Linked DNA regions of Mus musculus: all the other regions are linked to region 4. The links are chromatin contacts, called in public Hi-C and promoter capture Hi-C maps. All regions are on one chromosome and are shown on one strand. Each heading gives the region's core, a stretch centred on a gene start, on an enhancer-like site or on the middle of the called end of the contact. The rest is flanking DNA. Distances are from core to core; before and after follow the strand shown.

Evidence for each region. Promoter capture Hi-C pulls out the DNA fragments that hold promoters and counts their contacts. A called contact is a pair of places that touch in the nucleus more often than the background predicts.
Region 1: a Hi-C map of B cells shows a contact between it and region 4, with 13 read pairs. The contact joins the promoter of Mtln here to the promoter of Tmem87b in region 4. A contact is called at or near these places in 9 of 39 promoter capture datasets (the C10 cell line, cranial neural crest, embryonic stem cells and 5 more), 1 of 484 Hi-C or Micro-C datasets (B cells), 4 of 115 datasets of contacts at active chromatin or transcription factors (astrocytes, embryonic forebrain, extraembryonic endoderm stem cells and 1 more) and 2 of 9 other capture datasets (adipose tissue and liver).
Region 2: a contact with region 4 is called in a promoter capture Hi-C map of hippocampal neurons, with 4 times the contacts expected there. The contact joins the enhancer-like site here to the promoter of Tmem87b in region 4. A contact is called at or near these places in 4 of 39 promoter capture datasets (the 3T3-L1 cell line, the C10 cell line, hippocampal neurons and 1 more) and 4 of 115 datasets of contacts at active chromatin or transcription factors (the 230-238 cell line, embryonic forebrain, embryonic stem cells and 1 more).
Region 3: a Hi-C map of B cells shows a contact between it and region 4, with 12 read pairs. The contact joins the promoter of Zfp661 here to the promoter of Tmem87b in region 4. A contact is called at or near these places in 8 of 39 promoter capture datasets (the 3T3-L1 cell line, 3T3-L1-derived adipocytes, the C10 cell line and 4 more), 5 of 484 Hi-C or Micro-C datasets (B cells, CD4 T cells, erythroblasts and 2 more), 6 of 115 datasets of contacts at active chromatin or transcription factors (the 230-238 cell line, embryonic stem cells, large pre-B cells and 2 more) and 2 of 9 other capture datasets (adipose tissue and liver).
Region 5: a promoter capture Hi-C map of hippocampal neurons shows a contact between it and region 4, with 4 times the contacts expected there. The contact joins the enhancer-like site here to the promoter of Tmem87b in region 4. A contact is called at or near these places in 3 of 39 promoter capture datasets (cranial neural crest, hippocampal neurons and liver), 4 of 115 datasets of contacts at active chromatin or transcription factors (the 230-238 cell line, embryonic stem cells, extraembryonic endoderm stem cells and 1 more) and 1 of 9 other capture datasets (adipose tissue).
Region 6: a promoter capture Hi-C map of embryonic stem cells shows a contact between it and region 4, with 2.1 times the contacts expected there. The contact joins the promoter of Mall here to the promoter of Tmem87b in region 4. A contact is called at or near these places in 2 of 39 promoter capture datasets (embryonic stem cells and hippocampal neurons) and 1 of 115 datasets of contacts at active chromatin or transcription factors (embryonic stem cells).
Region 7: a contact with region 4 is called in a promoter capture Hi-C map of pre-B cells, with 2.0 times the contacts expected there. The contact joins the promoter of Fahd2a here to the promoter of Tmem87b in region 4.

What each region holds. Positions count from the first base shown.
Region 1 is chr2:127,790,381-127,793,981 of GRCm38.p6, reverse strand. Mtln (mitoregulin) reads left to right here and starts at 1,494. Exons shown (of 2, transcript NM_001384135.1): 1 at 1,494-1,848; 2 at 2,150-2,600. The coding sequence starts at 1,515. The coding sequence ends at 1,685.
Region 2 is chr2:127,755,292-127,758,997 of GRCm38.p6, reverse strand. Nphp1 (nephronophthisis 1 (juvenile) homolog (human)) reads left to right here. Exons shown (of 20, transcript NM_016902.4): 14 at 1,237-1,319; 15 at 2,830-2,906. Among named protein-coding and RNA genes, the nearest start is that of Mall, 27 kb to the right of the region's middle. Within about 2 kb of position 1,652, at least 56 of the 459 cell types and tissues checked have an H3K27ac peak or open chromatin away from gene starts, as enhancers often do. A contact at or near this core is called in hippocampal neurons, where this site is marked.
Region 3 is chr2:127,582,410-127,586,231 of GRCm38.p6, reverse strand. It overlaps Zfp661 (zinc finger protein 661), which reads left to right and starts at 1,555. Exons shown (of 5, transcript NM_001111029.1): 1 at 1,555-1,602.
Region 4 is chr2:128,816,805-128,820,309 of GRCm38.p6, reverse strand. Tmem87b (transmembrane protein 87B) reads right to left here and starts at 2,007. Exons shown (of 19, transcript NM_001355629.1): 1 at 1,807-2,007. The coding sequence starts at 1,971.
Region 5 is chr2:127,772,799-127,776,713 of GRCm38.p6, reverse strand. Nphp1 (nephronophthisis 1 (juvenile) homolog (human)) reads left to right here. Exons shown (of 20, transcript NM_016902.4): 5 at 2,615-2,816. Among named protein-coding and RNA genes, the nearest start is that of Nphp1, 14 kb to the left of the region's middle. Within about 2 kb of position 2,458, at least 17 of the 459 cell types and tissues checked have an H3K27ac peak or open chromatin away from gene starts, as enhancers often do. A contact at or near this core is called in hippocampal neurons, where this site is marked.
Region 6 is chr2:127,727,408-127,731,384 of GRCm38.p6, reverse strand. It overlaps Mall (mal, T cell differentiation protein-like), which reads left to right and starts at 1,488. Exons shown (of 4, transcript NM_145532.3): 1 at 1,488-1,629. The coding sequence starts at 1,519.
Region 7 is chr2:127,442,896-127,446,712 of GRCm38.p6, reverse strand. It overlaps Fahd2a (fumarylacetoacetate hydrolase domain containing 2A), which reads left to right and starts at 2,148. Exons shown (of 8, transcript NM_029629.2): 1 at 2,148-2,296.

The DNA of each region.
Region 1 (3,601 bases), core at 245-2,744, 1.0 Mb after region 4:
GGGCGGGCACCTGTCCTCCGGTCCGGACGGTGGCCGGCTGTCCCCGGCCCACAAAGGGTGCTGCCTCAGCGCCTCTGTGCTTCCGCCTGTTCCAGAAGCTGTCAGGTTCTCTGGCGCACCCTCTCACCTGTTCAGACTAATTTCCTAAGTTCGGCGGGTCCCGGACCAAGATGGCGACCGCTGCTGCTGTGGCTTAGGTCGCCTCCCCAGCCGGGCGGGCACCTGTCCTCCGGTCCGGAAGGTGGCTGGCTGTCCCCGGCCCACACAGGGTGCTGCCTCAGCCCCTCTGTGCTTCTGCCTGTTCCAGAGGCTGTCAGGTTCTCTGGCGCACCCTCTCACCTGTTCAGACTAATTTCCTAAGTTCGGCGGGTCCCGGACCAAGATGGCGACCGCTGCTGCTGTGGCTTAGGCCGCCTCCCCAGCCGGGCGGGCACCTGTCCTCCGGTCCGGACGGTGGCCGGCTGTCCCCGGCCCACAAAGGGTGCTGCCTCAGCGCCTCTGTGCTTCCGCCTGTTCTAGAAGCTGTCAGGTTCTCTGGCGCACCCTCTCACCTGTTCAGACTAATTTCCTAAGTTCGGCGGGTCCCGGACCAAGATGGCGACCGCTGCTGCTGTGGCTTAGGTCGCCTCCCCAGCCGGGTGGGCACCTGTCCTCCGGTCCGGAAGGTGGCCGGCTGTCCCCGGCCCACACAGGGTGCTGCCTCAGCGCCTCTGTGCTTCCGCCTGTTCTAGAAGCTGTCAGGTTCTCTGGCGCACCCTCTCACCTGTTCAGACTAATTTCCTAAGTTCGGCGGGTCTCAGACCAAGATGGCGACCGCTGCTGCTTCTCTTTTTTAAGTACTTAAAGGTCATTGGTCTGACAATGTCCACTTTTTATTCCATTGATGAGAGCTGTGGCTATTGCATTGACACTAGTAACTTGGAAGATTATATATTAAAATACCCTGTATACTGGGGTAAGAGAAAACGTATTAAAGACCATTTCATCTAAATTTGTTCTTTTTAAGTGTTATTAAGTTTTTTTCTCTATTTGTTTATTTTAAAATCGAGTTACCAGAAAGCTTAGATAAGAAAAACGAACAAAGCCGGGCGTGGTGGCGCAGGCGTTCCAGCACTTGGGAGGCAGAGGCAGGCGGATTTCTGAGTTCGAGGCCAGCCTGGTCTACAAAGTGAGTTCCAGGACAGCCAGGGCTATACAGAGAAACCCTGTCTCGAAAAACCAAAAAGAAAGAAACAAAACAAAACAAAAACGAACAATAGTAGATAACACTTCGGGTATGATGCAAGTGAATATCTGACTAATGTCAAACAAGAAATGTAGAAGAAACGCGGAGCCCATCAGAAACCAAGACCATCTCACATCACAGTTAAGACTCCTGATCTAAGAGTCAGGGAACTCTGCTTCCTTTCCTGTCCTTTCCTCGCGCAGACTCAGAGCGGGCCTCAAGCGAGCGCTGTGGCATCTGATCCTTGCGCCAATCCGTAGCTCACTCTACTTTGTGCTGAGTGGTTGCAATGGCGGACGTGTCTGAGAGGACGCTGCAGGTGTCCGTGCTAGTGGCTTTCGCCTCTGGAGTGGTCCTGGGCTGGCAAGCGAATCGGCTGCGGAGGCGTTACCTAGACTGGAGGAAGCGGAGGCTGCAGGACAAGCTGGCAACGACTCAGAAAAAGCTGGACCTGGCCTGAGCACGCGCTGCAGCCCGAGTCCGCCGGGTTCTCACTCCCTAAGCCCAACGCAGCCCGGATCGTGGGAGCCGCGCGACCCAGGAGTCGTCCTTGCACGGCTTGCAAGAACATGGCTTGCTTCAGAAAGAAAATAGTTTTGTCTTCTCTAACAACTTACTTTCAGGTATTAACAGCTCAGTTTGCTGAGGGTATTTAATGGGAATGTTTTACCACGTGCGATGCAGTTACACCTTAACATTTAACTTCGAAATGGGGGAGGGAGTCATTTCACGCCCAGCCTCCACATTCATAGGGTCCACAGTGGCTTTTTAACGTGGATGGCAGGAGCTTTGCGTTTCATCATAGTTATTCTTCAGTCCTATAGTTTTCTTCTCTTAGTTCATGGTTTGCGATCACAGTACAGAAATTTGAAGTTAAAGATACTACTGTGTTACTGATTTTTTTTTCTTACTGTTTTTCAACAGCTTGTCGAAGATGAAAATAAAAAGCACTGGAGAGAAATAATTTCTTGCACTTTATGAATCTATTTTTAAAATAAAAAATTAAACATCTTTGAATCTTTTTCCTCCTCACAAAAGAAAGCAGTATTTTTGCCTACCATTCAGTTTGCTGCAGTAAGAGATTTGGAGCCTGAAAGCAGAGACTTTCTGATGGAATCTCACCTTGGTACAGCCTGGAGGCAGATCTGATCAACGGACCATTATGAGTCATTTTTCTAGACATATTCAGAAAACCTAGGAGCTGTGTCAAATGCCTGAATTAAGCATTACAAATGCAAGATATTTGCACTTTGAAGAATGTAGAGAGTAAAAAAACTAAAATTAAAAAAAATAATGCATGTGATATAACGGAATATATATGTGAAAGAGAAACTGTTGAGTAAGCTTAAAGATAAATGCCAGTCCTATCAAGTGACCAAAGCCTTGGTTATTTATAAGATGTATTTCTGACGCATTGTCTACATTTTTAAGAAAATCAGTTTGTTCTCCAGGGAAACACCATGGCCCATTTTCCTAGGATTATTGAGCCTTATATGTGACTTAGATCTTATTCTATGAATCCAGCAAGGGCTGAAACGCCAGTTTTCAGAGAGCCATCCTGTCTGGGCTTTAGTTGGCTGAAGCTTTCTAGTCAGCATTCCTCACTGAGAACTAGGTGAAGATCTTTGAGGTAGAATAGGGTTCTTATCTGCCTGTGGGTGGTGGCGGTGGGCAGTTGTGTGGGGACCAGAGGTCAGCATCAGTGCCTTCCTGGACTGTTCTTCACCTTTTCTTCTTCTCTTGTATGTGTAGTGTGTGTACTGAATATATGTCCACGTGTGTGTGAGTGCATGTGTGATGTGTATGTAGGTGTAGACTGGAAGTTTGTCCTGGAGACTGCTACTTCCACTGTGGGTTCTGAGAATCCAAAGTCTTGGTCCTGTAACTACTGTTACAGATTGCCCCATTCCACCCCAGGTTTTTACATGGGTGCTGGGTGTTTAAGCCAGATCTTCATGCATGTGCAGTAGGCATTTTCCCAGGTGATCCATCTCCAGCCCCAGAGCAGGGTCAGCTCTGTTGTCAACATCATTTATTGAGGCTTAGTTGGGATAGGTTTTTTGAAGTACATTTTGTCCTAAACTGAAAACTTGGGGTTAAATTGACTTGTGGCTGGACTAGCTCCGCCTCTGGGCTGTTCCTGGAAGACCAGGTATTTGTGCTGTTTTAGGTTTTCGTTTGTTTTATGATTTTTTTTTATGAGTTTGAATGTTTTGTGTTTTGTCTGCATGCATGTCTGTGTACCACATAGATGCCTACTTGGTACTTGCAGAGGCCAGAGAAAAGTGTCACATCCCCTAGAACTGGAGTTATAAGGCAATTACAAGCTGGTTCCTGGGAACTGGACCTAGGTCCTGAGCAAGAGCAGTCAATAAT
Region 2 (3,706 bases), core at 403-2,902, 1.1 Mb after region 4:
GATGGTTGTGAGCCACCATGTGGTTTCTGGGAATTGAACTTAGTACATCTGGAAGAGCAGCCAGTGCTCTTAACCACTGAGCCATCTCTCCAGCCCATGACTCTCTCTTTTTTTTTTTTTAAATTATTTATTTATTTATTTAGTTAGTTAGTTAGTTAATTAGTTTTCAAGATAGGATTTCTCTGTGTAGTCCTGGCTATCCTGGAACTCACTCTGTAGACCAGACTGGCCTCGAACTCAGAAATCCGCCTGCCTCTGCCTCCCAAGTGCTGGGACTAAAGGCATGCACCACCACTACCCTGCTTTCTCTCTCTCTCTCTCTCTCTCTCTCTCTCTCTCTCTCTCTTTTTAACATTTTTTTTATGAGTGGGCACAGCATGGAGATCAGAGAACAGTCTTAGGAGTTGACTTTCTCCTTTCACCGTGTGGTCCTGAGCATCGAGCTCAGGTTGTCAGGTTTGGCAGCAAGCACCTTGACTCTCTGAGCCATCTTTCTGCTCTGGTTCCCATTTGTGTGTGGTAATGCTCAGTGTTAGCTAAGGCAGAAGGGTTTGGTTGGCATTTATAGCATCAATGAACTCCAGTTGCTTTCAAAGAACAAAATGTCTCTTAAAGGCTGGGACTTCCCAGAGGAGGCCACTTAACCCTGTAGGGCACAGTTCTTACTTAGGGACTTGAGACAATGGCAAGGGAACGTCAGAAGTGTGCTTTAATGCTTGTCAGAGAAATAACCCACTGGAGTGCACACTCACCAGAGATCCCCCGTGTGCGGACTCTGATCCTGAGAGAGATCCCGTTACATCTTCAGGATAGATGGGTAGGGCATTGGAGACAGGTGAGCCCCACTGATCCTGGCAACTGGCGTGGGGGCTGAGGAAAGGGATCCTTGCGTTACTGATTCCTCTAGTCCATTCCCCTGTAAGACAAAGCTTCAAAATGCCGTGTAGGATCCTGTGATTTGACACTGTTCCCAAACTGTATAGCACTGAAGACCCACCCAGTGGCAACAGTTACCTCAGGGTGGGGTTTTAAGGGACCTTTCAAAGCAACTGTGATAAAGCAGAATTGTCATTTGAATACCATTTTTAACACCTGACCTACAAGTAAAATGGAGCCCTGGCATGCAGCATCTCATTTCTTTGAGGACAGCTAGGTGCTTAGAGAGGATGTGAGGACGCAGTGTGTGCTCATAAGTGGCTAGCTCAAGCACTGTTCCATGTGTTCGTTTTATTTCAGTCAACTGGTGAGAGAGGAGAGTTAAGCTGTGGCTGGGTGTTTCTTAAGCTTTTCGATGCCAGTGGAGTTCCTATTCCAGCAAAGTAAGTCAGCTCACTATTCCTTACAAGTGAGTGATTTGTAGAAAAATCCCTCGGGACTGTCTACCTCAGATGTGTTCTGTTAATAGTTCAAGTTTGGGAAGAGGAATCTCGTATCCATCTTAGTGTCTGAGGGAGCATGGGAAAACAGCTCACATGCTCCCCTAATGAGAAGGAAATGACCCAGAGAATTCATGTTTTAAAAGGAGTTTGCCTGGGCTGTGTGCTGAGAACGTTCAGTCCGCAGCCCCCATTGATTCACCACACTTCACTGTGCTCAAAATAGAGCCTGGCTCGCTTCAGGGAGCAGATGGTGAGTCTGCGATCCTCTGCCTCCCTTAGCAGGCAGGTCACAGAGCCCGCAGTGGCTACAACTGTAAACAAACGGAGGCTGTAAGAGCAGGAGCAGACTGGGCCAATCCCTGTGCTACACACACAAGGGAGAACAGATTGCCTCCCCGTCTCAAAAGCTAACAAGAAAATAGGTAATCTCAGTCTTAAATAGGGGAAAATAAAAACCCAAGTCAAGAGCATAAGCTCCCAGGGGGTACAGAGAGGCAGACAGAGGGCAGATTGGAGTGAGATGATTCTGGGTGGGCCCTGCTCCTCCTGGGTGACCGGTTGGGTTCCTTAACATCTCCAGGTCTCAGGTTCCTCTGTCTCTGATCTGGAGATTACTTCCTATCTCAGTAATAAGTAATGTGAGGATTACCTTAGGCAACACCCCCTCACAGCCTTCTTACCACTGGGCAGAGATAAGAGTCCAGGCCACCATTTATCTGGCATCACCCTAGCAAGGAGGAGAGGACATTAGTTATCATTGTATCATTATGGACACCCTGATTTCTTATAATTTTTTGAAAAAATTATTTTATACCAAGTATAATATAAATGGTAATATATTGCATGGTAACTCAGGGTTATAGTGTACTTAGTAGAGAGATGAGGTGTCCCTTCCCAGAGGTGGAATGAGAGCTGTTTTTAATTGCTCCAGTGTGTGTTGTGTGAAGGAAGTTGCTGTTCATCAAAAGCTGGGTGTGTGGATCCAGGGAAACCTCTCTAGGAGTGCAGTGGGGGATAAAGAGGCCCGTTAGCTTCTCTCTGCATTTAAGTTACACTTCCACAGAAGAGAGGCACATGGGACACAGGGGCAACAACTCCGAAGAGCACAGAGCTAGCAGGGGAGGGGATGGGCACACCTGAATACTGACTTCACTGCAAGTAATGACTCAATACATTTGAAAGTTAAAGCTTATTACTTACATACCATTAAAGTCAAATCATTTTAGTGACATCAGAATCTTCCTTCTCTCCATGTGGACACCACACTTCCTGCAGTTTGTGCTTAGGAGAGAGTCTGTTGAGTTGTTACCTCATAGAAGAGTCTGCATCCTGACTCTGATTTACCCATGAGTTTAGTAAGATGTCCATGAATAACTTCATTCCTGGCAGAGTCTAGTTGACAAATAAATGCCCATGACAAGGACCTGTCACATGTACTGTTCTTTCCTAGAACATACGAACTCTTCTTGAATGGCGGCACTCCTTACGAAAAAGGTGTTGAAGTGGACCCTTCAGTGTCCAGAAGAGGTACAGTCCTTCTGTGTGACCCTCTGTCAGCTGGCTCCTTAATCACCATGACCCTGCTATAAGCAAGCTAAAGGAGGGAGGGTTTATTTGGGTCTACATTTCCACAGGGTTCAGTCTCTGGCCCGTTGGCCCTATTGCTTTGGGTCTCTGTTAACAAAGAACACCATGGCGAAGCATGTGGTAAAGAAGCCTTCCATCCCTCAGGGGCTGGGGAGCAGCACAGAGGGGCATGGGTCCCTGTATCTCCATAGGCACAGCCCAGTGTCTGAATGCCTGAATGTGTCCCTGAAGGCCCCACCCCTAAATGGTTCCACCACCTCCATAGTATAGATAGGTCTTTTTTAAGACTTTTTTTTTTTTTTTTTTTTTTTTGCATGTATGTCTCTGAACTGCATTGCATGCTTGGTGCCTGTGGAGGTCAGAAGAGGCCGTCAGATGTTACAGATGGTTGTGAGCTACCATGTGGGTGCTGGGAACTGGACCTGTGTCCTCTGCAAGAGCAGCCAGTGTTCTTATCCATTGGGCCGTGTCTGCAGCACTCCCGGGCCTTGCAGTGGCATGTAGAACCTTATTACCCTTCTTTCCGTAAACGAAGCGAGCAGTAGAGCAGCGGAGAGCACAGCTGCATCCTAACAAAATACACTTTCCCTTGGAGCCAAATCCTTCACGTGCCATCAGTGCGAACGCTGAGCCACTAAGTGATTATTTTTATTGACACCTCTGAGACTCTAGAATTGTGAAGAATGGGGACCCCGCCTCAGCTCCTTTTTGTTGGACACTGTGTTGATGCCTGGCTTAGT
Region 3 (3,822 bases), core at 306-2,805, 1.2 Mb after region 4:
GGCAGACCGAGGCTTACAAGAGATCCATGAGACTGACAGAGGCGAAAGGGATCAACAAAAATTAGACAGCAGTGCTGAGACCTTGGCAGCCTAGTGATATGATTTATTCCCTCTACTGACAAGCCACCCATTTAGTGCCCCCTGTAGCCGACATAGCAACACTGGAGAGTTTCTGGATGCCATGCACGAGAGACAAAACCTGTGGTCAATATTTGATGGGACTGCTCTTGGAGTTCAGCAAATCACTTTCCTTCCAGAAAGCAGCATGAACATGTAACATCCAGAAGGTAGGTATTTACTCAGTAGAAAAATTTACTTCTTTACCAATTCTAGGTTCTATTTAAGAAAAACTGATATTGGAGAGGTTTAATTGATAGCCAAAGAGATCAAGGTTTTAGGAAGGGTGTACAGATAGTAATGGGAGATCAAAGAGTCATTGTCAGTCCCTGGAGATACTGGGGTCATCTTGGGTTTCAGGATCCAGTTGTTCAGACAGGTATGGTATGACCATTTGTGACCACCCAATGGCCAGATGAGAATGGGTATCAGCCCTGCTTTTTGGTAATGTATAGTTGAAACAGCCCATCCCTTTGGAAGTCCCAGTGCTGGAGCTTTCTTAAGCCTATCAAAAGAGTGTTCCTTAATCCCTCAATTACAAATGGTATGGGCTTGGGACCCTCATTTAATTTCTCATGACTGGCCTGGCTATTTCTTTAAATATTGTAATTCATATTCTGCAGTATCCAGTTAATTCCAGAAAAGCCAAAACCTGTCTTTTGGTTCAGAGAGGGGGCAAATCCAGATCTCATAGTACCAAATGAAGGTTGCCTTTTTTTTTTTTTTTTTTTTTTTTTTTTTTGCCTCACAAATTGAGAATTTTCCCTAGAAGTTTTGCTTCCTTTTTGAAGTTTTGTAGCCTTTTTGAGCTTTTGAGATACAAAGAGGCCAGGTGGGGTGATGCACACCTTAAAGCCCAGGTCTTTGGAGGCAGAGACAGGTGGATCTCCAAGTTTGAAGCCATCCTGGTTTACATAGTGAGTTCAGGACACAGAGAGAGGGGGGTGGGGTGGGGAATGGACTGAGCTACAACGTTTAAAGTCTGTTGTTTGGCTGGTATCCTCTGAAGCAGTAGGTAGAAGGTCACCCTCATTCAGGATTACAGCTACAGAGTTGGGTGTAAATTCTCCGACATGCTACCAAATCTGGGATTAAACCTACACCACGAATTCTTGATGGAAGACTGCGACAGGTATGTTTCTGGGCTCATGCATCTGGGATAGTCTACTGAAAGAACGGGAACCCTGGCTTTCAGAAAAAATAGGTACACTGGCAAACCGGAAACGAACTAGAAATCGAACTTGTGCTGTTTAGGGTCAGAGCCTGGTCCTATCCGTTTCAGCACCACAGACCTGGAGTGCAACCTTGTGCAGGATTTTACCCGTCATCTCACGGCGCGCCGGCTATTGATGCTTCTGGGAAGTGTAGTTCATGCAAAGGCAACACTATGATTGGAGCTCAGAGGCCGAAGATCTTCGCGCAGGCGCACTGCCTTCCCGACACGAGGCGGTGAGTGTTCGCAGGTTCCCAGTACTCTTGCCAAAGGTGAGGGTTGCGGGTCTAGGTGTTCAAGAAGCCGAGTGGACGCGGTGGCGGAGGAGACACGGGGACACTGGGCACTTGGGGGAGGGTTAGTGGGCGTGGCCTGTGTGGACAGAGAGTCTTCCCTTCTGGTGTGTGTCGGTTCCGTGGGGACAGTGTCCTCGTAGGGTATGTCCACTGTGTGTCAGAATCCTGTACTTTCAAGTTGGAGATCCCGGTCTTCCTTTCGTTCCTTCTTTCCATGATGGGTGCTACGTGGATGTGGATGGTACCGACGCTAAATCTGGGAGCATCCACTCCATTCTCTCCCAAGTCCCCTAGAAAACGTCTCCCTTTGCTTCAGCTTCTCGCCCTGAGCCTGCACCGGAATGTCCTGGTGTGAGCATAGGGTGTTCCTGGACGATACCGGATTTGAGGTGAAGAAAACCCCAAAGGAAATCGCAAATGGCTTTAGGCAATTTTAAGATGATATTGACTGGAGTGCACTGTTAAGGAATAGTGGGAAATAAGGGTGAAGGGACTATACTGCGGCCAGACAAGACCCACAGTATCAGAGTAAGACCCACCAAGCACGATATTTTGTGCGTCTCAAATGAGGTCAACATAAACAAAATTTTGAGAAACAATTCTAGAGGTTGACATTCTGACCACCGTTAAATCGAACTAGCACAACTTCGTTCCAACCACCAGTAAGTGTCAGATGTCTAGAAGTCCGTGGGATGGCCAGTTGTCTGTTACTCCATTGAAGTTGTTGGCAATTTACTAGTGATCTTTTCCCTAGTGTTCTTTTTACATTTGAGATACGATCTTATTTTGTAGCTTAACCTGGCGTTGTGTTAAGCCTTAGCCTTCCAAGTGCTAGCATTACGGGTGTATATCACCATAGTTCTGTTTTCCGTGAAATTTCAGTCACGCGAATCAAGCTTCCCGGGATGCTGGGATGTGTTGCAGGTAAAGATCTGCTTAACTTTATGGCTATCTTTCAATGAAAGTAAATTATAACAGAATTAAAAGCTTCCAGGCAGACTTTTCCCAGTTCCACCTCAGCCTTTTACAAAGCCTGACTCTCTTAATTGCTGTGAAATAGTGCCTCTCTTATTGATGTATGACGATGGAACTAAATTATCTTTATAGAAAGCACTCAGCATAGTGCCTCATGAGAGCAAGCACTCAACGCTAGTTATGGTGGAGTTCCGTAGTGCTCCAAGTGTGTCTAGCCGCTGGACAATAGATTATTTAATCAAGTTGTCTGTCATAGATGCTTAGGAGAGTCCAGATTTTGGTTGCATTACCTAAAGATTAAATAGGATATGTGTAATGTGCTTAGGAAGCTGGCTGGCAGATAACTTTCAATAAAGATAACGTGTTAGTGATGGTTAATTAAAGCCGTTGTAACTATTCTCTTATACTTCTTAAATAAATTCTCGAAGAGAATTGGCCAACCTAAGAATGTCTGTGTTTGAAGGCTCTTGCTACTTGTCCCAGTGATCTTCCTAAAGAACTTAACTAATGAGGACACAGCTATGCTGAAATCACCCCTTGCCCAAAGCACCTTTTGATGTACTCTGACCTCTGCTGGTTTCTCCGGTTTCATGTTCTCTACGGTGTTGCTCACAAGTGACTTTCTCCTATCTAATTTCAGTAGTAGTTCTTGATGTGATAACGATCTGCCTCTATCTATTCAAGACTCCAGGTCCTCCCAGCCTGTGAAGTTTCGAGCACACACACACACACACACACACACACACACACACACATCAAAACTGTAGGTCCCAGATGTGCAGAGAAAGCTGCTGCATTTCTCCCTTGACCTCTTCCGGCCTGGGCTAAGGCAGTGCTGAGATTGCAAGCACACACCGCCACACCCCATCAGTCTTTAGTTAGACTCTTCATTGTGAGAGAGTGAGATCCAGTTAGCTAACTTAAGCAAAGGGAGGTTGAAGAGGGTAAGAGTCTTCTGGAAATCCAAGAATAAGTAAAGCTGCAACCGGAGCTCACTTCTCTCCTCGGGAAGCACCGGTGAGCTCCAGCACTTCAGCACTAATGGAGCCGCCACCACATCCATTGGTTCTGTCTTCCAGGACTCTGCTCCTCTGGGCCCTGTGACTACACAGAACCTTCTCCTAGCTTTTTGACTCATCTCCTGCATATTGTCCCAACGTTTTAAAATTCATGTTCACAAAGAAGGATGTCATCTTTTCATACCAGATCATATCTGTCGTA
Region 4 (3,505 bases), core at 758-3,257:
AATTTTTATAGCTAAAAGAACCTTTTTTTTCCTTCTGATGAATTCATAAATGAAAGTCTTTTTTTTTTTTTTTTTTTTTAAGACAGGGTTTCTCTGTGTAGCCCTGGCTGTCCTGGAACACATTCTGTAGTCCAGGCTGGCCTCGAACTCAGAAATCCACCTGCCTCTGCCTCCCAAGCGCTGGGATTAAAGGCATGCGCCACCACTGCCCCGCATAAATGAAAGTCTTATTCTCCATGTTCTAAAAGACAAATTCTGACAACTTATTCTAAGAAAAAAAATAATCAGCCTGCTTTTTGCAAAGCTGACACTGCTGGCTTGAGCTACACAGGAAATAAACTCAGTCTGACCAAAGCATAACTACAGTCAAAAAACACACTTCTCTGCTTGTCAAAAGAACCTGCCATTCTTCCCAGTGGGATTCTTACTATCTGAAGTACGCTTGACAAAGATCTTTTGGTACATGCTCAAGCAACAGTTTTCATGGAGCTGATTCACAATGCTCTTATTTTGAGTTTGGAAACCGGCTTAACTGCATTCACTAAAAAAGCAGCAGGAAACCATAAAGTGTGCTTCAACAAACATTGCTTTTTATTGATGAGAAATACAGCCATAGAGATGGGCAGGCCCTATCGTGGTAAGTATACAAAGACATGTTTCATTCTCTCTGTTCTAAAAGATACATTTCTGACAACTTGATATAAGAAAAAAATAATCATCCTGCTTTTTGCAAAAAAAGGCTGCTGACACTACCAGCCTGAGCTACACAGGAAATAAACTCAGCCTGAACAAAGCATATGACAGCTAAAAAAAAAAAAAAAAAAAAAAAAAAATACTGGGCACCTACTCAGAAGAATCTCAAACGCAATGAATACACTGAGCCGGGCCACAGAATGAAGCCTACACTTGAGCCTCTGCAGTTTTGTGTTTGGAAGTATGTGCACCTTCTGATACTACTTTTGGTTGAAGGAATATAAATATAAATGTCACCTTTAGAACTTAGACGCTGTTTCCACACATCCCAAGCAGATCTGGGCGAGTCATCTGACTCTGGACTCAAGACAAGGCCGCTTCCCGATATCCTGTCTCTTTTGCAAGACTTTGCACAATTTGGTCTCTGCCTTCTTCCCACATCATCTCTTAACCATACAGGACGTCAAGTTCTCTAACGGCCTGCCCAGTTACGGAAGTTTTCATCCATCAGACTCGCCCTTTAAACACTCTTAAGCAAACACCCTGTTCCACAGACACGCGCAGAAGTCATGAACACTAAGGAATATACAGAAACTCAAGAAAAATAAGAGAGGCGAGGTGACTTTATGCACGACTGTAGAGCACACTCAATTTATGCTCTAACAGAAAGGCTAGACAAACCTTGTGGCCTTGTGGATGTGGCCCCAGTAGTAGTAACCTAGCCGAAGTATTCGGTCCCAGCGATGCCGCTGGGAATGCAGAGATTGGGGCTCTGAACTGAAGAAACAAAAGCAAGATCTAGAGACACCGTGTCAGGACAGTGAGAGGCGGGTGGAGAGCCTCGCGAGCAGCAACAACATTTGGAAAGGGAAGCCGTCTTAGGAAAGCACAGTGGGACCGCTCTTCCCAGAAGCCTAGGCAGAGGAGGGGGACGCTCCCTTCCCAGAGCCCACTCTAGACAAAAGGCTCAAGAAGCGCGTCAGAGGACCCACCGCTGGTCCCAGAGAGCCCTAGTGAATGTGCCCAAGGCCAGACTGGTCCGCAGGCGGAGCTATCCAGCCAGGGCCCTGGAGCCTAAGAAGCGCCACGCCTCAGTCCCTACAGAGCACTTACGTCATTGACCGTCCTCGTCCAAAGCCCGAGCTCGGGGACTGCGTCCACAGCCGCCGGGACCCAGCACAGGAGACACAGGGCAACTCGCAGCAGCTGGGCCCCGGCGGGCCGGCGGCAGAGGAGGCTGGGAAGGAGGCCAGCCTCAGACCGACAGGCGGCAGCCATCTTGACGCGGACGCCGCACCTGCGCTCCCGGAACCCGGCCACGCCCCGGGGCCGCACCTGGCTCAGCTCCGCCCCTGAAGGGGCGTGCCCACGAGGGGAACGAGAGCACGGGCGTGAATGCGGAGGGGGTCTTGGGCTGAAGCGGATAGGCGCTGTTAGAGGAAATAGGCTCAAACCTGGAGCAGGGCTTCAGGGCCAGGCCTGGAAGGAACCGAGGAAGTGTGGAGGGAAGGGAAGAGAGTCCAGAGGGAAACCCGCCCACGGAGGGGGCGGGGCCTGGGAGGTGGGGCCGGGTGGAGGCGGGGCTGAGAAGGTGGGGCCGGGAGTGGAGGCGGGGCCAAGACCTTAATTGGGGCGGGACTATGGGCACGGGGCGTGGTAGGGAGGCGGGGCCTTCCCGGGAGAAGGGAAGGCGGAACCAAAGTGTGGAGGCGGGACTACAAGATTAAAAGGGCCGAACCTGGGCGGAACTAGAAGCTGCTTTAAGGGGAAGGTTGTGTGTAGAAAGATGGAGGCGGGGAAAAGAACAGGGAGAGGAGGGGGAGGAAAAAGAGGCAGGGCCTTAAGGGAAACTAGAAAGGAAAGACCTGGCTGCAACGCAGTTGAAAGGTCAGCTTGCAGAGCAGGGCCCCGAGGATAATGGGGCACTCTAATGACAAGTTGCAGAAATGAAGATCCTAGTACTTGGGAGGTGGAGGTAGGAGGATCGTGGGAATTCAAAGACAGCCTATAGCCACATAGCAAGCGTGAGACCAGCGTGAGCTGCACAAGCTTGTCTAAAAGCAAAACAAAATACTTGTCAACTAAGGGGAAAAAATTGTTTCGAGAGCAATAGTCAGGTCTCACCAGTAGGTGGCACTAGGAAATTGATGTTTTATATGAATTTGAATCTTTCCTGAAGGTGTTTTTTTAGTCCCGATTAGATTCAGTAGGAGTTACTGTTTATACCTCTAATTTCCTTATTTTAAAATAGTTAACTATTTTTCAAGCACATTTAAGTTCACAGTAAAATCGAGAGGAATGGATCTCTAGAAAGTTCTAATATCGCCCTGGTCACCAGCTTCCTCTGCTAGCAACATTCCACACTACAAGGAGTACCTTTAATAGAGACCATTAAACCAGTAATCAATTCAGAACTGTATCTTACGGCTCATTAAATATCTCACAGAGGTATCGATCTCCGAGTAATAGACTAAACAGGGAGTTTACCTTATTGAAGAGCAAATGGAATATTGAGATGGTCCTGAGGTTAAAGGCACTTGCTGCCAAAGCTGACTACCCACAAGGTCCCAGAAACAGACTCTGGAATGTTGTTCTTTAACCCCCAAATACTTCCCACTCAATACATAAGTAAAATGTAATTAACATTTTAAAAGAGTAATTATGGGCTGGCGAGATGGCTTAGTGGTTAAGAGCACCCGACTGCTCTTCTGAAGGTCCAGAGTTCAAATCCCAGCAACCACATGGTGGCTCACAACCATCCATAATGAGATCTGACGCCCTCTTCTGGAGTGTCTGAAGATAGCTACAGTGT
Region 5 (3,915 bases), core at 1,209-3,708, 1.0 Mb after region 4:
GGTATACATACAAACACTCTGGGATTTTTCTGATGTTTAGTATTAAGAATGACAGAGTAGCCAGTGTTGTATTTCTGCTCCCATTAGAAACAACTGTAAGATGAGGGGATAAGGGGGTGCGGCTCTTAGAAGACATTGCACAACGCTGGACTGACATCCTTCATACACTGGAGATATTCAAAGTGAGCCCTGGCTTTCACCTGTTCCCTAGGGATGAAATGGGCACTAACCAGCCTTACTGGGCTGAGGTGCCAGAGATCAAATTTTAGAGTTGTTAAGTCCACTGGGACTGAGTCCTGGTACCTCAGAGTGAAAGGACTGAAGAAAGACAAGTACAGAAGTCTGGTGTGTGCTTGGGCTGCCTAGGACATGATCCCGAAGACGAGTAGCAGGCCTTTACTAAGAACTGAGAACACTAGGTTTGGTAGTGCGTGCCTTTAATCTCAACACTTAGAAGGCAGAGACAGCTCTGTGAGTTTGAGGCTGACGTGGTTTACATGTTCCACTATGTAAGTATTCCAGCCCAGTATTCAGGGTTAGGTAGAGAAACCCTGACTAAAAGAAAAAAAAGGAGGAAGAGGAGGAGGAGAAGGAAGAGAAGAAGAATCTGAGAGCTTAACAGATTATAATGCTGGAAAAATTCAGACTTAAATCCGAGAGTAAAGAGACTTAACGAGAACTAGGCAATGGTGGTGCACAGACTCCAGAGGCAGGGGCAGGTGGTCTCTGAGTTTAAGGCCCAGCCTGGTCTACAAGGGAGTTCCAGGACATCCTGGGCTAATGCTGTATAACACTAAACATATCAGCACTATAAGAACACAATATGATCCCGTGTATAAATATGCCCATCACAGGATCTAATAAAAAAGTCACTAGACATGCCAAAACAAAAATAAAACTTAACGGAGGTAAATGAGCAATATAAGCAGGTAGTCTATTATAAATGCATAACTAAGAAAACTATACAAACAGCTGGAATGCTAAAAATTACTCAGTAAACAATTTTTTTAAAAGAAAAGAAGGGAAACAACAAAAGTAGCACATGAGACGGAAGTAAACTAAAGATGACGTGCTGTGATGTCATCACTGAGACAACTGCGTCAAAGGTAAGTGGACTAGCATTCTGCTTAAAAGAGAGCGATTGTCAGGTTGCCTTGGGGTTTGGGTTTGTTTGTTTTGTATTGTTTCTTTTTGTAGACCCAAATATGCATATTGCTTATAAGAGTTATACATTAGTGACAACTAATAGATAACTTCAAAGTAAGAGATTAGAAAATATATTATATGCAAATGCTAACAAAGGCCAAGTAAGGCCGTTACTTTAACCAGGCAAAGTAGATATTTAGGCCAGAAGTGTTTACTACATAGCGAGACCATTTTATATTTATAGAAGAGTGAGTTCACTAGGGGAAATATAATCCCAACAACAGATTCAAGTGTATAAAGCTAGAGTTGCCAGGCCCGTGGGTCAGTAAATCAGTCCTGGTGCTCAGCAACCTTGACTAATGATGTTGTGTAGACTGTATGGATCTCTGTGCACAAGGACAGTGTGCTGCTTTTCAAGGGCAGTGCACATGTGACATCAATTGTTAATTAAAGGAACTGCAGAAGCCACAAAATACTTGTCAGTGTGTTTCTAAAATTTGAATCTGTGTCATGTATACTGTTTGAAATTTTGGAATTACATTAAAATTCAATAATAAAAAATAGAAGTCACCAGTATTTGCAAATTAAATCATACACTTTTGTATAACTCATGAGTCAAAGAAAATACTGCACTGACAGAACATGTTATGAATAAGAAAATGAATATATCTTGTGAGTTATAGCCAAAGTGGTGCTTAGGGGAAAGTGTATAGGTTTGAATGAGTAATTTGGAAAGAAGATTGAGAAAAGATTAGAGCTTCCGACTTAAGGAGCCAAAGGAGAAAGGAGGGGGCCAGAGAAAATCCAAGAAAGGGAACAAAGGAGCAGCAGAAACAAGGACAGCTCACCAGTGGGTCAGCCAACAGGAATCATAGCCCCTCCCCTCCCCTCCCCTCCCCTCCCCTCCCCTCCCCTCCCCTCCCCTCCCCTCTTTTTTCTTTTCTTTTGAGAGATGATTACAGCTTTTTTATGAGTGTGGTGGTACACATCTCTAATCGCACACTTGGGAGGCTGCGGCCACAGTTTGGCCATGGACTGGGGGGATGGCTCAGTAGTCAGGCGTTTGCCTTCAGTTCCATTCTCAGCACTGCAAGCACACAGACCAGCTAATCTACCCGAGTTTATTCAAGGAGGGATAAGCAGAGGCAGAATTGAAACCTGTGCCCATGCTGTCTGCACCGCTTGAGGGGATGCTTGAGCAGTGTGCGCAGGGACCACTCCGGCTCCTCCTCCACCTCAGTGCCTCCCACCCATGAGCTCAGCCTGCGGGTGGAAACTGTCAGCCACACTTTCCTGCTTCCTTCCACTTCCAGCTCCAAATACAGAGCCGCTCTTGTCCATGCAGGCCTTCTCTGCTCACTCACTATGCCAGGATGCAACTCCAGGCGTCTTCCTGATAGAACTGCCCCCTCCTCCCCCGCCCCCATGCGACTCCAGATGGTCCTCCTGATAGAAGTGTTTTTTACAGAGTTGAGGCACACAGTGACAAGGAGGAAGATGACACGACTGAAGATGATGAAGAAGAAACTGGTGGAGAGGAAGAAGAGTCAGAAGGGGATGGAGAAGGAAAGCAAGAGCAAGCCTCCCCGAAACAAGCAGAAACAGAAACTGTCACATACATCGCTCTTGGGGACTTCGCTGCTCAGCAGACTGGGGACTTGACCTTTAAGGTAAGGCGGAGTAAGTTTGCAGGATAGCCAGGGTAACTGCATGGCTAACAGTACAAAAGGCTATGCGTGCTCATGTTACACAGTCCTGAGAATAATCCATCTTTAGAAAAATAACCAAAATATCTAAGTATCACTAATCAGAGGCTCTCTTATTAAAATTACTCCTTCTAAAGATTTTTTTAAAAAAATAGCTGCAGGTTTGATAACTCCTAATAAGGGTAAATTTTATACTTGTGATATGCATGAAATTACTTAAGGAGAGCCTGCAGCTTGCAGCAACAGGCATGCGTCAAGTTGTTAGAGACACTTCTGCAGCCCCTGGCAATGGAGTTAGGCCTTTACTGCCAGCACTCAGGAGGCAGAGACAGACAGATGCAAGTTCAAAATCAGCCTGGTCTACATAGTGAGTTCCAAGCCAGCCAAGGTTACATGATGAGACCTTGCCTCAAAAAAACAAAACACTCCCTTCCACCACCACCACCACCCCTCACCCCCCCCCCCAAACCCCGTCAGGGTATTTATTGCTTCTTCGGTGCTAGAGAGCAAACTGCAGGCCTTACAAGTACTAGACAACCACTTTCCCACTAAGTCAGCCTGGCCTGAGACTTGTGGTTCTTGAAGAAGCTTGTGACTTTCTGCCATCAACATGAGTGAAAATGTTAAAGAATATACTAATCTTAGTCCTTGTAGTTGTCAATTTTCAGAATTAAATAACGAATAATATGATGTATAAGTTTATTATAAAACTTACACATTTACATTTTAGTTCATGGGATTCTTTTTCAGTTTTGAAGAATGCTACCAATATTAGACATAATGTATACTCTAAGAAACACTTTGCTTCTCAGTATCATCAGTGGTAGAACTTCTTTGCTCATTAAAGATGATAGGTAGGTAGGTAGATAGATAGATAGATAGATAGATAGATAGATAGATAGATAGATAGATAGATTCCCAGTGCTGGGATTAAAGGTATCACTAGCATACCTAGATGGTAGATTATATTTTTCTGTATGCATAAATGTCATTCCAGGTGTTAATTGGAATATATTGGATAAGTTCTATTTTTGCTTCAGCATATGGTTTAATTTTAATTTCA
Region 6 (3,977 bases), core at 239-2,738, 1.1 Mb after region 4:
AGACGGGATCTCTCAGTGAATCAGGAGTGAGGCTAGCATCCAAAAAGAGCACCAGTGATGATCTGTGTCTCTGTGTCACTAGAACGTGTTTAGAAGCTGCTCTAGGAAGTACAGTGTGCATAGTTAACGTCACAGTCTACTCAGAATTGATACTTTCCAGGCCAGTGAGATGGCTTATCAGGTAAAGGCACCGTCCCTCAAGCCTGGTGGCTGGGCTCAATCCCTGGAACCTGTGTGTACCTCTTACCCTGCCCCATCTTCCCTGACGCCCCATGTAGATTATGGTCACATCCAAGGGGGCCACAGCCCCAAAGAGAGACATAGCACTTGTGTGTGACATTCAGAAAAGGTGGGTGGCTTTGGATCCATTCTGTCAGCAGTGTGGGGGCCTGAGCTTGTGAACTATACGCTCTAGGACTTGGAAAAGGTTGAGGACAGGCTGTCTGGAAGCTTGCTGGGAAGATCTTTGCCTTTCCCTGCAATGCCTTGGCTTCAAGCTTCATGTATCCAGACTCTGCTGGCTGCTCCAGACCAGGCAGAGCGAACCAGCTACTCCTCCCACCTTGCCCAGGACAGGCCCTGGAATTCCCTGCTGTTGCTAAGGAACAAGACACAGGGCTCTTGTGCAGGACATCCCCCAGTCCTTGGGACAACTCTTCCATGCCTCCTCTCCTACTCCTGAGGAGGCTTTTCAACTGGCCTGCTGGAGCCGAAGAGGGGAGGAAGAAGGCTCTGGGGCGCCAGGCCTTCCCTCAGGGCGGTGGGAAAACAAACCAAGGTTAGTGGGTTGTTAAAGAAGAAGGTGGCCCAGTCTCCAGCCCTGCCTGGCGTTGTGTGAAAGGAAGAGCTTTGGGTCTGGAAGCACAGCCAAGCAGCCAGCCCCAGGCTCTAAGCAGGAAGGAACTGCCTGGTCCCAACCCTGTGTCCTAGCTGGACTAGAACGACAGTGAGAGGAGGACCCAAGAGGGACTCAGAGTACCTGAGGAGGGAGGTGAAAACCAGGCTGCTCCAATCCTTCATTTAGACTCTGAGGACAAAAGCAGATGCTGCTTTTGTGACCACTCTGTGACCTTAACTGGAAAGGTACAACAAAGCCACGTGGTGGTGGTCTATCTGAACTTCAGAAGTGTCTGAAGGTGGCTAACCACACAGTAGGTCCTCAGTAAACAATCTTTATCTTAGCAAAAGAGCCCTTGCTTACACTCTGAGCATAGAGATCACCAGGAGCATACATACAAAGCTGTTCCTTTCATCTCTTCTGGAGTCCTTTGCTCCAGCATTCAAAGTTCCTTAGCAGGGAAAGTCTAGAAAGACCCTCTGCGAGGCTGGTCCTGTCCCCTCTCCTGGCTAGCACAGTGCACAGAAGGGCCCCCGCTCTACTGGAACCTTTCTTTTCCCCTCCCAGGCGACGTCCCTCCGACCGATGGGTGTGTCTGTCTGTCGGGCGGGAGGTGATTCTTGAACAGCTGCGGGCGCAGGCGAGTGCTACGGAGTAAAGACGCCAGCAGAGGTGACAGCATGGCCTCCCGGGACACACCGCCGGCCACCAGCTACGCCCCGCCTGACGTGCCCTCGGGGGTCGCCGCCTTGTTCCTCACCATCCCCTTTGCCTTCTTCCTACCGGAGCTGGTGAGTTGACTGCCCCCACCTGCGGGGAGGGAGGGGCAGACCCGGCAGGGAACCTCGCTGGCAGTTAACTTCAGGCTCCCTCTTTCCCTGTGGGTTTCCCAGGCTGGGTTCCTCTAGAGCAAGTTTTCCTCTTTCCCAAAGGATGAGGAGCTAATCCCCAGGCCACTTTCTTGCTGGAGGGGTCCAGCCACCTTCTAGACTATCCAGACCTCTAAGAAACTTCTACTGCCTGGTTTCTTTCCCCCTAGCTGTTTGTACTTTACTAAAGTTCAAAGAACTAGGGGTCTCTCTAAAGGGCCTTCTGAAAGAAGGTCTCCCAGTATTTTCTCAAATCACATCAGCTGACTTTGAACTTTGATTTACGTGTGTTCCCTGCCGAAGGGAGCTCATGACAGCATCGTCCATAAAACAATCTGAACCGCCCAGGTGACTCTGGGAAACTTGTTGCTGCCCGACTCTGGGACACGGCAGAGCAGAACTAGGCGCTGAACCCTGCCAGCACTCGGCAATGCATTCAGTATTTCCTCAGCTGGCTCCTGCTACTATCCACCTCCCCTACTCCCTGCCACGCCTCCTGTAATATCTAGTTTGTGGGTGAAATTTTCTTCCTAGCCCTGAATTTGACCATGCTGCCTCTGGGCGGGGAGGAAGACTTGGAGTAGGACAGGTTACATAAAATGGGTGTGGCCAACGCTTTCCCTTCTGGTCTTCATGGAAGGTTAGGTCCCATTGAGTGACCTTTAGGCAAATTGCTTAAACAACAGCCATTCTTGGGAAGCGTCCTTGTGGGTCCCACAGGTGGGTGGCCTTGATAGAGACTCCACCTAAGAGGCAGGTTTCTTCTAGCACCAGTCCCCCACAAACGTGGGCATCCAGCCAAGCTGATCAGATCCTGAGCTGTGTGCCAGGCCCTGGGTGTGGGCCTCACTTTGGAACAGTCGCATGGGTGACAGGATGGCTCTGCCACATTCTATTGAGCTTGCCAGTCACGCAAATCATCATCAGAGGAGTGGCTACCTCCCAGGGGTCTCTGTGGCTGGAGAGAGGTTTGGGGGCATTTTTTAGAATGCAGCACACTGTCCTGGCCAGAGGAGGGAGGGGTCTAGGCCTGTCACTCCCTGGAAGAAGGCTGGATTCCTGAGGCAGGAGAGCAGCCAGGTAGAGAGTTGTCACTAGAGGTGCTGACAGTTGTCCCCTGCAGTTGGATTCCTGGAAAAGTACTTTCATGGTGTCCTGGGACTTTGAGGGGATGAGGTCATTGTCATTGATTTGATTTTCTTGACTTATTTTTAAATAGTTTTAGATTTCTCCTAAAGCCATAGCGGCAGCATAGGAAGTCTGCTCCTCACTCGGAACCCCACAGGGCTCTCCAAACCAGGAAGTTAAAGTTAGCACTCTGCCATTGACCATTGTTGTTCTATTTGCTCATTTCCCCACTAATATCCTTTCCCTAGCCCAGGAGCCAGGTCAAAACTCCTGATTGTGTTGGCTGTCCTTTCCCCTTCAGTCAGGGGCGGTTCCTCTGCCTCCATCTTGGTATTTTGGAGAAAGCACTGGCCGGCCGGCTGTGACAGACCCTTGTTGCAGTTAGCCCTGTCTGTGTTTGCTCGCTGTAACTCTAGTTTTCATTTGGAAGTCATCTTCATTCATTGATGAAAACTTAGAAAATGCAGAATTGTGTTCACAGACGGAGCACATGCATCATCTGTGTGTGTGTGTGTGTGTGTGTGTGTGTGTGTGTGTGTGTGCATATGCAAGTGAGGGGGGGTCTGTGTGCATGGGTGAGTCTGTGTGTGAACATGTGTGTGAGTGTGTGTGTGAGTGTGTGTGTATGTATGAATGTATCTGAGTGTGTGTGTGTGTGTGTAAAATATCTGTATCTGAGTGTGTGTGTTGAGTGCATTATTCTGCACATGCTTCTTGTACCTGCTATGAGCATGCATAGAAGAACTCCAGGATAATGTGTGTGCCTGTATGGAGCATGGGAAAGGAAGGGAAAAGATCAGATTTTGATGTCATGGGCAGAAGAAGCTGGGAAGCTGTTCTGGGTGCTGAATCAGTTTGTCCCAGGCCCTTCTTTGGCTCTGCTGCTCTGATGTCTTCTCCCTCCACTGTCCACTGGGGCAGTGTAAAAGCACCATGCCTCCAGGGACCCCTGACCCTTAGCCCTCTGGTCTGAGACAAAAGTCTGTATAGAAGGCATTAGAAAGCAGGGAGACCAGGACACTTGTGCAGAGCACAGAAAGCAGAGCCCAAGTACTAGGATGCAGTGATTCTTCAGTAGGGTGACATAGACACATGGTGTCTACAGTGACCTCTCCTAACCACCATGTGTATGTGAGTGTGTG
Region 7 (3,817 bases), core at 899-3,398, 1.4 Mb after region 4:
AGTTTTATGCCAGCTGTTTTGTTACAGCAGCAAGAAAAGTATGTGGGGAATTCAAGGAGCCAGCCCCTCCTATTCTCTCTCTACAAGTTTTTATAATTTTTATGTGTATGAGTGTTTTGTCTGCATGCATGTCTGTTTACTACATGCATGCTCAGTACCTATATGGGCCAGAGAGGGTGTCAGATATCTCAGAACTAGAGTTACAGCTCGTTGTGAGGCACCATGTAGGTCCTGAAACTCAAACCAGGTCTTCTGAAAGAGCAGCAGGTGCTCTCAACCACTGAGCCATCTCTCCAGCCCACCTCCTCTCTTTCTGCCAGCCGTCCATGCCACCATCAACAGTACACATGAATGTCCTGGCTGAACTCTCAAGACAATCAACAACACTGAAGAAAGAAGCAGATGTCAGTCCCTTATTGGCATGCTCTGAAGTTATTGTCCAGTTTCTAACTGTGAGGATGAAGCCTGATTTTACCTGAGAATTTGTAATCGTTGATATCAGAGCTAGGAAGAATGTTGTCAACCCCACAAGCAGGCTAAGCAACCATGGAGTGATGAGTCCCAGGTTTGATGTGCAGCTCCAAGACCTAGAGCATAGCAAAATCGCCTGCTCCTGTCACATCGGTTTGGTTTCATTGTGCTGTCAACCTCAGCTGACATCATGAACTATGAAGAAGAAAAACAAAATCACACAGGAAGGAAAGCCCTGGTCTTTTTCTAGGATTGAAAACATTGGTGTTAAAAGAAAAAAGAAGTCAGGTGTGGTGGTGCATGCCTTTAATCCCAGCACTCAGGAGGCAGAGGCAGGCGGATTTCTGAGTTCGAGGCCAGCCTGGTCTACAGAGTGAGTTCCAGGACAGCCAGGGCTACACAGAGAAACCCTGTCTCAAAAAACCAAAACCAAAAAAAAAAAAAAAAAAAAAAAAAAAAAAAAAAAAGCCTCACTGGGAAAAAATAAGAGGAATCTAATAAAAGCCTGTGCTTCTTCCTGGGGCAATGGAAGCCTCGGATGCTCTGTCTGGACCTTGATTCACTTAGGAGGCTCCTTCTCAGAGTCCCCTTTACATTTTCATAGGCCAGAGGACTCGGGGTGTGGTTGTAGAGGATGTTTCCACCCGAATGCCTGCTGCCTGGACTTGCCCATCACCCCACACACACCCTTTTCCCCCTAAAATAAGGTTCGTGAAGAACAGGGTGCTGCTACAAGTAGGTGAAGTTGGTGAGCCCTGACAAGCCTAAAAAGTAGACAGGCCACCATCTGTCTTCACTGTGTGCATTAAAGAAAAAATGGTGAAAAGCTGGCTACGACTTTGCCAATGTGGTCACACTGGAAAGAAAAGAGAAAAGACAAGAAAGGAAAGGGGAAAAGGTTCAGTGACTCCCCAAAGTCCATCTTTGGAGTCCCGACATGAGGTTCAGATTCTCAAATAGAAAGCAAGTGGTGTACATAACTAAGCAGTCTTGGTCAAGGTGTGGTCTTGCCGGTTATTGATCCACCATTATCTCAGTTCCAGTCTATCCCACAAGATAGTCTGACCAGTTGCCAAATCTGTGATATAGCTTACTGGGTGACAAAACTCCTCCTCTAGCTGGCACACACAAGCTTCAGTCTTTTCTTTCCCCCAGCACACAAGATTCATGGGGGAAAGCCCAGTAGCTGAAGGAAGGACACAAGTGTCTTTTGCCTTCAGAATCGCTTCATACCTGCCAAGACAACTAAATAAGTGGTTGGACGAGCCCTTACTGGCTCAGGAGCCATCATGGGCAAAATCACTCCTAGCCTTTATGTTTTCTCCACGAATACAACACATATAGACATCCCTGTCCTTGGTGGGTCAACATTAGAGCACAAAACTACTTGTTACTGTCTACCAGAGTGCTTCCTGGACAACTATGAGTAGGTGCCTGGCCCAGAAGCAGCGCCTGGCCAGAATTAGAAGCTCAAAGGTCGGATGCGCTCTCTCCGAGCCTGGGTATCCCAGGGTCACCCTGGAGCCAGCCACGGTCTCCCCAAATGCACACACTAGGCACCTGCTGGAAGTTCTGTGGCTAAAAGAAGTACCTAACAGCAGGAGGGCGGACTTCCGGGAGGAAGCAGGTGTCCTCCTGGTGGCGACAGCTTCGTGACGTCACCATATCGCGACTGCGAAGGGGCGGTCCCTATATTCCTTGGAGAAGAGTTAAGTGCTTGCAGCGGTACTGGCTGTGGCTTCTCCGCCCTCCCCTCTTGTCCTGCGGCTCCGCAGGCGTCCGCTGACAGCGCAGGAAGCCGGACAAGTCCGGCTGCAACGACCAGGTAAACTGAGGCTAGGCCAACTCAGAGGGAGTTGAACCGGACGTTGGGAGCCGAGTGGCTGACCTCGGTTCCCAGATCAGCAGGGTCACACGCACGGCGCAGCGCCTCAAGCTGCCCATTGCTGTGCTGTTTGCTAAGGGACCTTTGTGCTGCGAGTCATAGTGATTCGAGAGAATGAAATAACCTGTGAGCGCCCGTCACAGATTCATCATCAGCGGGGCTTAGAGTTATCAGAGAGCAGGTGTTCTGCCTTACCTCCACGGCCATGACCATGGGCTGGTAGCAGTTAGGACCTGAGAGGAGTAGGCAGGATTGAAACTAGATTATCTTGCTTGAGAAGTATCTTGCTTTTGAATTAAGAACTTCAATGTCATCTAGACATGGATTCAAATGCCAATTTTCTTTTAGCTGTAAGACCCTTGAACCTTAGGCAAACCAAACCCCTCTTACCCTATCCAAGCCTTGGCTTGTTCATCTGTAAAACTGGACCAGCAGCACCTGCCAAGCCACCGTCAAGAGAATTATAGTAGACCTCACAAGTGAGACACTTGGCTTTCCCTGGGACAGTACTGTTTTAGTGTATGGTGTGACTGGTCACATATGCTGGACCAGCCTTTGGACTGTGGCATGGCGGTACTTGTGTAAAACGACAGAGCAGGAGATGGAAAGCCTTTGGTTTTCTGGCCAGACTTGCAAGCTGGCACTCTGGTGATCCTGAACAGGGTAGGTTGGCTCAACCAGGTGAGGACCAAGAGCCCTGAACTGACGGAGCTACGTCTAGCAGTCTCTCTCATTTTTAGTATAAAGACGTGTGTGTGTGTGTGTGTGTGTGTGTGTGCGTGTGCGTGTGCGCGTACGCGTACTTTAGTCTTTGAGACAGAGTTTTTCATTGGCCTGAAACTCAACAATTAGGCTAGACTGGCTGGCTAGCAAGCCCCAGGAATCTACCTGTCTCCACCTATCCGGCACTGGGATTACAAGCATAGACCACTGTGTACAAACTTTTTTATGTGGGTTCTGGGGATTTAACTGATCTTCAGGCTTTCAGTGGAAACATTTTACCAGCCATGCTGTCTTCCTAGCCCCACACTGGTTTTAAAAGAAAGCTATCCAGAAGGGAGAGGACTCTGACAGGGAATGAAGACCAGACCTAGATTAAGACAAAGAAAGGGAATGAGTGAGGATATAGAGTGCAGATTATCTGGGGAATAGCTCAAGCTAGCATGTGCCTTCCAGGCCGGCACCTGTACCATTAAAAACAAAGGCAGCACGATAATGAAGCTTAACTTTGGGTGGAGCCTGGAACTCATAGCAGGCCCTGAACCTTTTCAATGGTATCCAAGAGGTCTGGATCTGAAGAAGGAAGACATGGGCCACGTCCCAAAGTTGATCATCACTAGGCTTTTCCAAGAAGTGAAAAGTCAAGTCCCTTGCACCTTCCATCTGTTCAGTGGACAGAGGCAGTGCAAGCCTGTGTTCCATACACAGCAGCAACAGTGTAGGCTCAGTAGTTAAAGAGAC